Regions from separate parts of the Mus musculus genome. Here regions 1 and 2 are each linked to region 3. The links are chromatin contacts, called in public HiChIP or PLAC-seq maps. All regions are on one chromosome and are shown on one strand. Each heading gives the region's core, a stretch centred on a gene start, on an enhancer-like site or on the middle of the called end of the contact. The rest is flanking DNA. Distances are from core to core; before and after follow the strand shown.

Evidence for each region. HiChIP or PLAC-seq counts read pairs in DNA pulled down with a chosen protein or histone mark.
Region 1: an H3K27ac HiChIP or PLAC-seq map of bone marrow-derived dendritic cells shows a contact between it and region 3, with 7 times the contacts expected there. The contact joins two enhancer-like sites. A contact is called at or near these places in 4 of 115 datasets of contacts at active chromatin or transcription factors (Th17 cells, bone marrow-derived dendritic cells, embryonic basal ganglia and 1 more) and 1 of 9 other capture datasets (bone marrow-derived macrophages).
Region 2: a contact with region 3 is called in an H3K27ac HiChIP or PLAC-seq map of bone marrow-derived dendritic cells, with 5 times the contacts expected there. The contact joins two enhancer-like sites. A contact is called at or near these places in 4 of 484 Hi-C or Micro-C datasets (bone marrow-derived dendritic cells, bone marrow-derived macrophages, muscle stem cells and 1 more) and 1 of 115 datasets of contacts at active chromatin or transcription factors (bone marrow-derived dendritic cells).

What each region holds. Positions count from the first base shown.
Region 1 is chr10:96,458,059-96,460,876 of GRCm38.p6, reverse strand. No RefSeq gene overlaps it. Among named protein-coding and RNA genes, the nearest start is that of Gm33843, 140 kb to the left of the region's middle. Within about 2 kb of position 1,501, at least 65 of the 459 cell types and tissues checked have an H3K27ac peak or open chromatin away from gene starts, as enhancers often do. A contact at or near this core is called in Th17 cells, bone marrow-derived dendritic cells and bone marrow-derived macrophages, where this site is marked.
Region 2 is chr10:96,130,903-96,133,602 of GRCm38.p6, reverse strand. No RefSeq gene overlaps it. Among named protein-coding and RNA genes, the nearest start is that of Gm40746, 49 kb to the left of the region's middle. Within about 2 kb of position 1,277, at least 52 of the 459 cell types and tissues checked have an H3K27ac peak or open chromatin away from gene starts, as enhancers often do. A contact at or near this core is called in bone marrow-derived dendritic cells and bone marrow-derived macrophages, where this site is marked.
Region 3 is chr10:96,272,850-96,275,688 of GRCm38.p6, reverse strand. No RefSeq gene overlaps it. Among named protein-coding and RNA genes, the nearest start is that of Gm40747, 15 kb to the right of the region's middle. Within about 2 kb of position 1,503, at least 111 of the 459 cell types and tissues checked have an H3K27ac peak or open chromatin away from gene starts, as enhancers often do. A contact at or near this core is called in Th17 cells, bone marrow-derived dendritic cells and bone marrow-derived macrophages, where this site is marked.

The DNA of each region.
Region 1 (2,818 bases), core at 252-2,751, 190 kb before region 3:
CATGTTAACACATCCAAAGGCTGAACAGCCCAGCCTCAGGGCATTCCCCTCCCAGAGAGCACAGGGGCCTGGAAGACCTCTAGACAGTTCTGTGTCATAGTCATGCACTAATCAGCGCTATTCAGCCTGTTCCACGCGTGGTCACATACGAGGTGCCCTGAAAACCACGAGGGCCACATAGCAACAATTATAATCAAAACCACCACAGCACTGACTGTGGCTTTTGAAATCTGAAGCTTCAAAAAGCAGACAGCCTTCCAGGGCAAGCCAGTGCTTTTTTTTTTTTTCCTCCTTCTTTCGCTCCCTTCCTCCTTCTCTCCCTCCCTCCCTCCCTCCCTCCCTCCCTCCCTCCCTCTCTCCTTCCTTCCTTTTCCTCCAACCCTGGCGTTTTAGATTCACCCCCGTGACAGTTATATATCAATAGATACAGAGTGCACGCTGCCTAAAGCAAATATATAAATGGCTTAAAGGGCAGGCAAAAGTGTCATGCGTCAGTAGACATTAGCTGAGGTGCGACTCTGCCGGTGTGACCAGAATAAAGACATCTCAGTTAGAGTCAATGTCTCGGAATTGGTGGCGTGGCTTGGCATACACAGCCCCTTAACGAATTCCCAGCATATGTGAAAGGACCCAGTAGCCATCTCTGCAATGTAGAATCTTAAAACCCTTTCTTCAGGCTTTAAGTGAGAATTGTCTAGCTGTTTCCTCACCTAAATTTCAGCTTACAACCGAATACAAGGCACTGAATTCAATTCTGAAAATGTAGCTTAAAAAAAAAAAAAGGATCCGTTCTCTTCCTTTCTGTGTAAGGCAGATGTGCTGTCCTGGAGAAGGCACTTGGCAGAAATGGAGCTTAGGTGTTCGTGTATCATTTAGGGAGAAGGCACTGCTGTCTTCCTGGAACCTCTGGCTGCAGAGTTCTTTACCTCTCTGCTGCACGCCTTGTGCAAAGTAGTGTGCTACAGAGAACTGTTAGGAAGAAAGTTTTGTTTCATTGTGTTCCTCTGGTGAATCCCAGATGTTAACGACTTGCTAAATTGTGACTGTTCAGACTCAGTGTGGTTTCCCAGCTCAGTCTCCAACACTCACAGTTTTAGATAGTTCATGGCCACAAACTCTAATTCTATGTGACAATCTTATAAAGGCTTTCAGGACCATGCCCATTCCCAGACTTAATTTGTGACCAGTTATATAAAGTTAAATAAATGTGGGTCCACCTCGATGGTGCCAAAAATCTGTCCAATTTCCTCAGTTTGATGGTCTGTTTTTATGTTACAAACCGTTTCAGTTAATGGCTTAAAAATAAGAGCAGATTTTTAAGATTTTGAATGTCAGGAGTTTAGGCAGACTTTCAGCCCTATGTCTTGTCAGCTCATGTCTTTTGGTTGCATTCATTTGGGGTGAAGGTTCAGTAGAGCCTTGCTCACAGGACAGTCACCCGGTGACCCTGAATATGACCCTCTGGCATCTGCTCATAGCCAATGTGAGCTTCCTTGTGGTGTTGTGGAGTTACTCAGACTTCTTAGAGAGCAGCAGGCTTCTGAAGGAGAGGAAGCTAATCTGTGAGTCATAGAATGGAACTTGGAAAAACCCTTTTCTTTAAGATGCTAGCGTAAGGAAAAACATAGCATTTCATGCTTCCATACACGTCCACTGCAAAACTCATATAAAAATATTAAAGCCCTTGGCCTGGAGAGACAGCTCAGTAGATAAAGGTGCTTACCACACAAGCCTGAGGACCCGAGACTGATCCTAGGAACCCTTAGTTGAAGAGGAGAACCAACTCAGGAAAGCCGTACTCTGACTCCCACATATGTGTTATGGTACACATGAGTCCATGGCATGCATGTGTCTGCAAGTGTGTACACATGCACTCTCGCGTGCACACACACACACACACACACACACACACACACAATGCACACACTAATAATAATAAATAAAAATACATAAATAAATACAACCCATCTGCTTTGAGCGCTAACTGTAGAAGATACACATAGCAAATGATATGGAGAACAATGTAACATCTTCTTATTTTGGTGTATGGGTGGTTTTCTTGCATGTATGCCCATGTGTCACTCACATGCCTAATGCCTGGCCTGGTGCCCACTGAGGCCTGAAGACAGCTTCTAATCCCCTGGAGCTAGAGTTACAGACAGTTGTGAGCTGCTAAACGGATGCTGCGAGTTAAACCCTGGTCCTCAGGAAGAGAAGCCGGTGTTCTTAACTGTCTCCAGTCCCTGGGGTCTTCTTATTTACAGTGTGATGAGGACCTTCAGCTATAGCATCATTGGGGGCTTTTAAAAACACAAGTCTTTGTCTCTATGATTAAAAAAAAATCCTAAGAAGATTTGTACCTTGTTGATTCTAATAATTCAGAACTATAAATACTATAAATGCCAAAAGATATGTATTTAATAAAATTAGTTTAATAAATTTAGCTTTTCTTTTCAGAATGGACATTCAATCAGACAACTTATTTTTACTATTTACTATGCAAATTTATGATTATACTTTGGCTCAATTTATTATAAATGACATTTTTCTAATGCAGGCTATTTGGGGCTAAAACCAATGCATGAAATGTGGCTATGATATAGAAATTGATTAATAAATGTTTGCTTTTGTAATTCTAGTTGTAATCTAAAATACTCTAATTGCCCAAACTGTTACAAGAAGGAAACATTTTGAACAGTTTTAGACTTACAAAAATCTGTGACAATGACAGAGTGGCCATGCCCCCATCCTTGCTGTTCCATTTTGCTTTTGCCTGACACTTTTACAATGCATTTGCTGTCATTAATGGACCAAGTTG
Region 2 (2,700 bases), core at 28-2,527, 140 kb after region 3:
GAAAAGCATGATTCTCTCTGGTTGCTATCTACTTCAAAAAGACTTAAAAATATACAAATAAAAATATTTTTATTTATTAATTTGTTTATTTATTTATTTATTTATTTTTCCCATTTTTTATTAGGTATTTAGCTCATTTACATTTCCAATGCTATACCAAAAGTCCCCCATACCCACCCACCCCCTACCCACCCACTCCCCCTTTTTGGCCCTGGCGTTCCCCTGTACTGGGGCATATAAAGTTTGCCTGTCCAATGGGCCTCTCTTTCCAGTGATGGCCGACTAGGCCATCTTTTGATACATATGCAGCTAGAGTCAAGAGCTCCGGGGTACTGGTTAGTTGATAATGTTGTTCCTCCTATAGGGTTGCAGACCCCTTTAGCTCCTTGGCTACTTTCTCTAGCTCCTCCATTGGGAGCCCTGTGATCCATCCATTAGCTGACTGTGAGCATCCACTTCTGTGTTTGCTAGGCCCCGGCATAGTCTCACAAGAGACAGCTACATCTGGGTAAAAATATTTTTGTTCCATCAACCTTATGCATATTTTTTTTACATTCCTAGACTGGCAAGATTTCTCTTTGTCTATAGATCTGCCCTCTTGGAAAGTCTTCCTCCCTCCTGTGACATGGAAGGATCTTGGTCTTTTTTTTTTTCTTAGTTGGAAGCAAAGAAAGCAAAGTACTGAAGAAACAGCTTGCATCACCAAACACCTAAAGATACATCATGAATTTATACCTTTAATATATCTTACAGCCTGCAAGACAGAAACTGGGTAAGCCTTCCCATGCATAAGGAAGTGTGTCTGGGGATATTGGGTACTGCACTTAATGTCATGTATGCAGAGAGTTGATCCTTTTCCTTTCTCCCTAATTTGTCTGTCTTTCCCTCCTTTTGTTCTCTCAGAAAGCCCACCACTTCAGAAAGTCTAAAGAGATAGGGGCTTATGAGAGTCAGATAAAAAATATTTTGAAAGGGATAGTCATGCATTTCCTGGCTTTGGAGAGGTCTTGGTGGTGTGCTCTTAGATGTTGTGATATTAGTTAGGATCAACACCCTGCCATTGGGCATGGGGTCTCTGGAATCTTCACTCCTGGGTGTAGCTGGAGGAGAATGCGTTCTGTGTGTCTGTAACCAGAAAGGGTAGAATGCTAAAGCCGGTCTAATTAAGGCCAGTCTGCCTGTCCATGACTGTCTGTCAGACTTGAGTCTGGCCTGCCTAGTGCAGTGGAAACAAGTGGGTTTTTTTTTTTTTCCTCCTTTTTCCTCATGTTTTAACTGTGTGAGGTTACAGTGCCACCATGTGGATCCTCCGGTGTGAACCTGGATAATGAAGCTGGGGCTACAAAAGTGGTCACAGGCAACCTAAAAGACTTGGGAACAGGGACAGAAAGAGAAACCCGGTTTTTGAAAAGACACCGTGGTTCGTCAGGAAAAACAGAAGTCACGTCGGTCGGTCAAAAGATAATTTACATTCGTGAGCACCGCTTGGAGCCAAACAGACGCTAGTTGAAACTTACCAAACTGTCTTTACAGCCTCAGTTGCCTTGTCTGTGTAACGGGCACTGTAGTAGCTCCTCTAGGCTGCCGTTAGAATCAAAAGGCAGTGCACACAAAGTGCTCTCTGCCTGCCATGTCTGGTTGTTATGACTGAGCTAAGAAAGGAACTTCACAGCCTTATGCTGAACCGCAGTCCCGTGCTAGGACTCTCGACATTTTGCCCATGGTTTTACCTTGATTTAAGCCTTAACCATTTCACCTTCCCCTGCCTTTGACATGTGAGCTTTGCAGCAGTCAAATTTCAAATCATGTATTTCAAATCATGTTTCCATCATCTTGTAGCTTTGTAGCCTTGGGATATTTAAACCTTCTGAGCTGGGAAGCTGTGTGGTGATGCTGGCCCTTTGTTCCAGCATCCAGGGTATGGAAGCAAGAGGCTACCCTCTTGTTCAAGGATATTCTCTGCTAGATAGTTAGTTAGACTCCAGTATGGACTCACAAGACCCTGCCTGGGGAAAATAAAAATAGGGAACAACAAAATCCTGAGTCCTGGTTTCCTTGTCTGTAAAATGGGGTTAAGAACCTGTTACAGAGGGAACTAGAGCTCGGGCACTCGAAGCTTCGGATGCAGTAACTTCAATGGTCATCAGTCTGCGCCCATCACTGTTACGGTCATGACTACACTACAGGACAGCACAGCCTCACCTTGACCTCCAAGTAACAAAACCTTTAAGTTCACCTTAACATCAAAGAGCGATTGAGGAACTAGACAGGAAGCAACTTCTGTGGTCTATTTACCTACACACCTCAATGTTGAGGTTCTGTGGTTTTTATAAGGTTATCTTCTCAAGGCTAAAAGTGCAGCTATGAACAGTTTACACCTCAGTGTTTTCAGTATTAAAGTGTATTTCATAGTCAAGGTTAATAGTGCCATGTGTTAGTAGCACACACCTTTAATCCCAGTACTCAGGAGGCAGAGGCAGATGGATCTCTGAGTTTGAGACCAGCCTGGTCTACATATAGAGTTCCAGGACAGCCAGGGCTACCTAGACAAACCCTGTCTTGAAAAGCAAACAAACAGAAAACAGAACAAAACAGTTACTACTCTGATGTCTTTAATTTATTTTACATGTCTTCATCTTCTGAGGCCCCAAATCCAGTCCTTTCAAATCAAGCAAAATCTTAGAACTAATGAACAGATTT
Region 3 (2,839 bases), core at 254-2,753:
TGCAAAGGTAATTTTGAAATTTTAAAACATCTCCTGGGGGCCTAGGATTAGAATGGTTTCATATTCTGTATTCAAAAGGACAGAGGTAGGTGGCAGTTGCTGTTGAGCGAATATCAAGAAATGGCAGCTATAATGTTAGATGCAGTTCAGTCCTACAGCTTAACCTAACTGAATCTTTGGTCTTGAAAAGTTTCCAGGCCATTCTGGGTTTCTGCTTTCTGGAGCTGTCTTTGTGTTTTGGAGAGTGGTTGGAAGAATAGAGAGCAAAGCGAAAACTATGTCCTTCTACTCAAAGAGCTGGTAGGGGCAGGTTTGCTTAAACATCAAGTATAGTTTTACCAGGTTTAAGATGAAATACCGGCTGCATGCAATGCTCAGGTTTTTCTTATTCCTTGTGGTCGAAGTTGTTAGAAGTGGGATATTAACTGCACCAAAACCACTTTCACTTCTAGATAAAATACCAACAGAAATGTAGAGCCAAGAAAAGGTCAAGTTTCATTTTAGTCATTGTCTGGAAAAAAAAATCACTATTAATGGTCAAAAGAGTTGTTCTAAAATTTGAGCTGACACCACATCTCCTCCAGAGTATGTGACACAGTGGTCTGGGCCTTAACCTCGGGGTCTCTGATTCAGTAAGACTGCAGTGGGGCTCGAGGATTCACGTCTCTAATAAATGTACAGGTGACACGGATACTATGGGCCTGAGAAACCTCACTTTGAGAGCTTCACTCTTTGGATACCATGGGGGAAAGACCATGATGGCTTTTCTTGTTCAGTTTGATGTCGGCAGCCAAAGTGCTTTTAGCGGAGAAATATCCAATTTGCAATCAAAGTCTGCATCAGACCCCTGACCTACCTGTCTATCTCCTAGTTTGCCTGCTCTGGGGAAGCTGCTCCGGGAGATACTGTTTCAATCAATTATAAGTAAGTGCAATGTATTCATGGCTATCTTAGAGGAAATGGCCTTGAAATCAGACTCTCCCTGGCAAACTTCATTAAAGAGAACAGAGAACTTTTATGTGATTTTTTTTTCCTCTAGCTGGTATACTGACAGAAACCTTAGCTTTTATTCTCATCCAATGGTGGTATCTAAGAAGCAACCCCCACAAACTCCGCATGGATTCAGGTAGTGATGTTAATTAGGTTGAGTCACAAAGCTGAGGTGAAGCTAAACTGGATGATTTGTGCATCACAAGAAAATGAGCTATGCTCCCTGAATGCCTATTTTCTCTAGCATATCATAATAGAAGTGTGCATCTCACATACAGGGTCCTGCCTAGGTCTGTTCTTTACTATAGAAGCAATGAATAAATGAATAAAAATATGTGCATGCCAATGTCTGGTATGGTTTGTCACATGAGCCAAATAAAACTGCTGAGGTAAGGTCTATACCATAGCTGGCCAAACCTCAACTTCTGTGTTTTGCACAGCTGTCAACACTTTGTGAGGGAAGCACCAGTTGTGGCAACTACTCAGGCCACAGAAACATTTCCAGTGGCTGCATCGAATGCTTGTAGCAAGGTTCAGTCTTCCTGGTAACAGAGGAGACAAGACCAATCAGAACAAAGCGTCTCCCTGAGACAGTGACTGGGGCAAGAGGAAGTCAGGTGACTTAGGCAGAGTCACTAAATCTCCTCTGTGATATTTAAGCCAGTGATTGCAGGAGATGCCATTCCCCTTCCGTTGTCCTTACTTTACACACTGAGTGTTAACACAATCAGGTACCAATTAGGTAGCAAATCAGTAACAGATATATTGATACGAAAGAGAAGAGTTGAGGAAATGAGCGAAGATGGCGAAAAATGATAAGTGTGATTAGAGACAAACCCCTCTGTCTATTTCCTGGATCTAGAGTGAAGCTTCCAGACACCCTTGTCATTTAATCTGAGCCCACAACAGAATCACAGTCTGAATCATATGAACAAAGCTGAGTACTGTGTTAGGTCTCACCCACTAGAAACCCTTTATACTTGAGCTTCCAGACTTTTTCTTTTCCCATGCTTTCTGGGCTTGCTGTCAACACATATGGGAATCTTTAAAGCTATGAATTGAAGACCCCAGAACCCCGCTGCCCCCAATGGAAGAAACCTACATTTTCATTTCAAGGGACCCTGTCAACTGATCCAGACTACTCATCTTACACTTCCCATCAGCTAAAAACAATTGTCTACCATGCATAGTCATTAAGTATTTTAAATTCTATTTGTTACACCAGTCAGAATTGTCCTAATAAAGAAATTATTTAGCGTGCAAATACCACTGAAAGTACAGTGCTCTAAGCTACCCTCTAAGAGCTGGGGTCAGAGGAAAACAGAAGCGGCTTGAAGACTGATCCCTGCAGCACTTTGATATTTAAAATCTAGGAATGAGAAAAGAAACTAGCAAAGGAGTCCCAGAAGAAACATCTATGTGTAAAAAGGAGAAATAAAGAAAGCTTCGATGTTAAAACAACAAAAATAGAAGTCCCGGAGAAGAGATAACCACTGTGCTCTACACAGTGCTGCAGGGTCCTTTGGTTCTGGGTTGCAGTTTTCAATTCTGAGATGCTTCCGTGTTCTACCTACAAGTATCCTGTTCTCTTAAAATTATGTGAGTTGGACGGTTAATGTGGACCAAGAACTCTTGATTGTGGTAGGATTCCTCTCACATGGTCTCCAGCAACTCCTGCTCCCTAGCCTTCATGTCCTTGATAATCTTCCCCCTCTCCCTTGACTGTGCACTGAAATCACTGCTGTATTTCTAATACACTGTGGCAGAAGTGACACAATGTCTCCAAAGTTGGATTAAGAAAGCATCACCACTCTCACTATGAGTACAGCTCTAACACTCTCTATTGGGT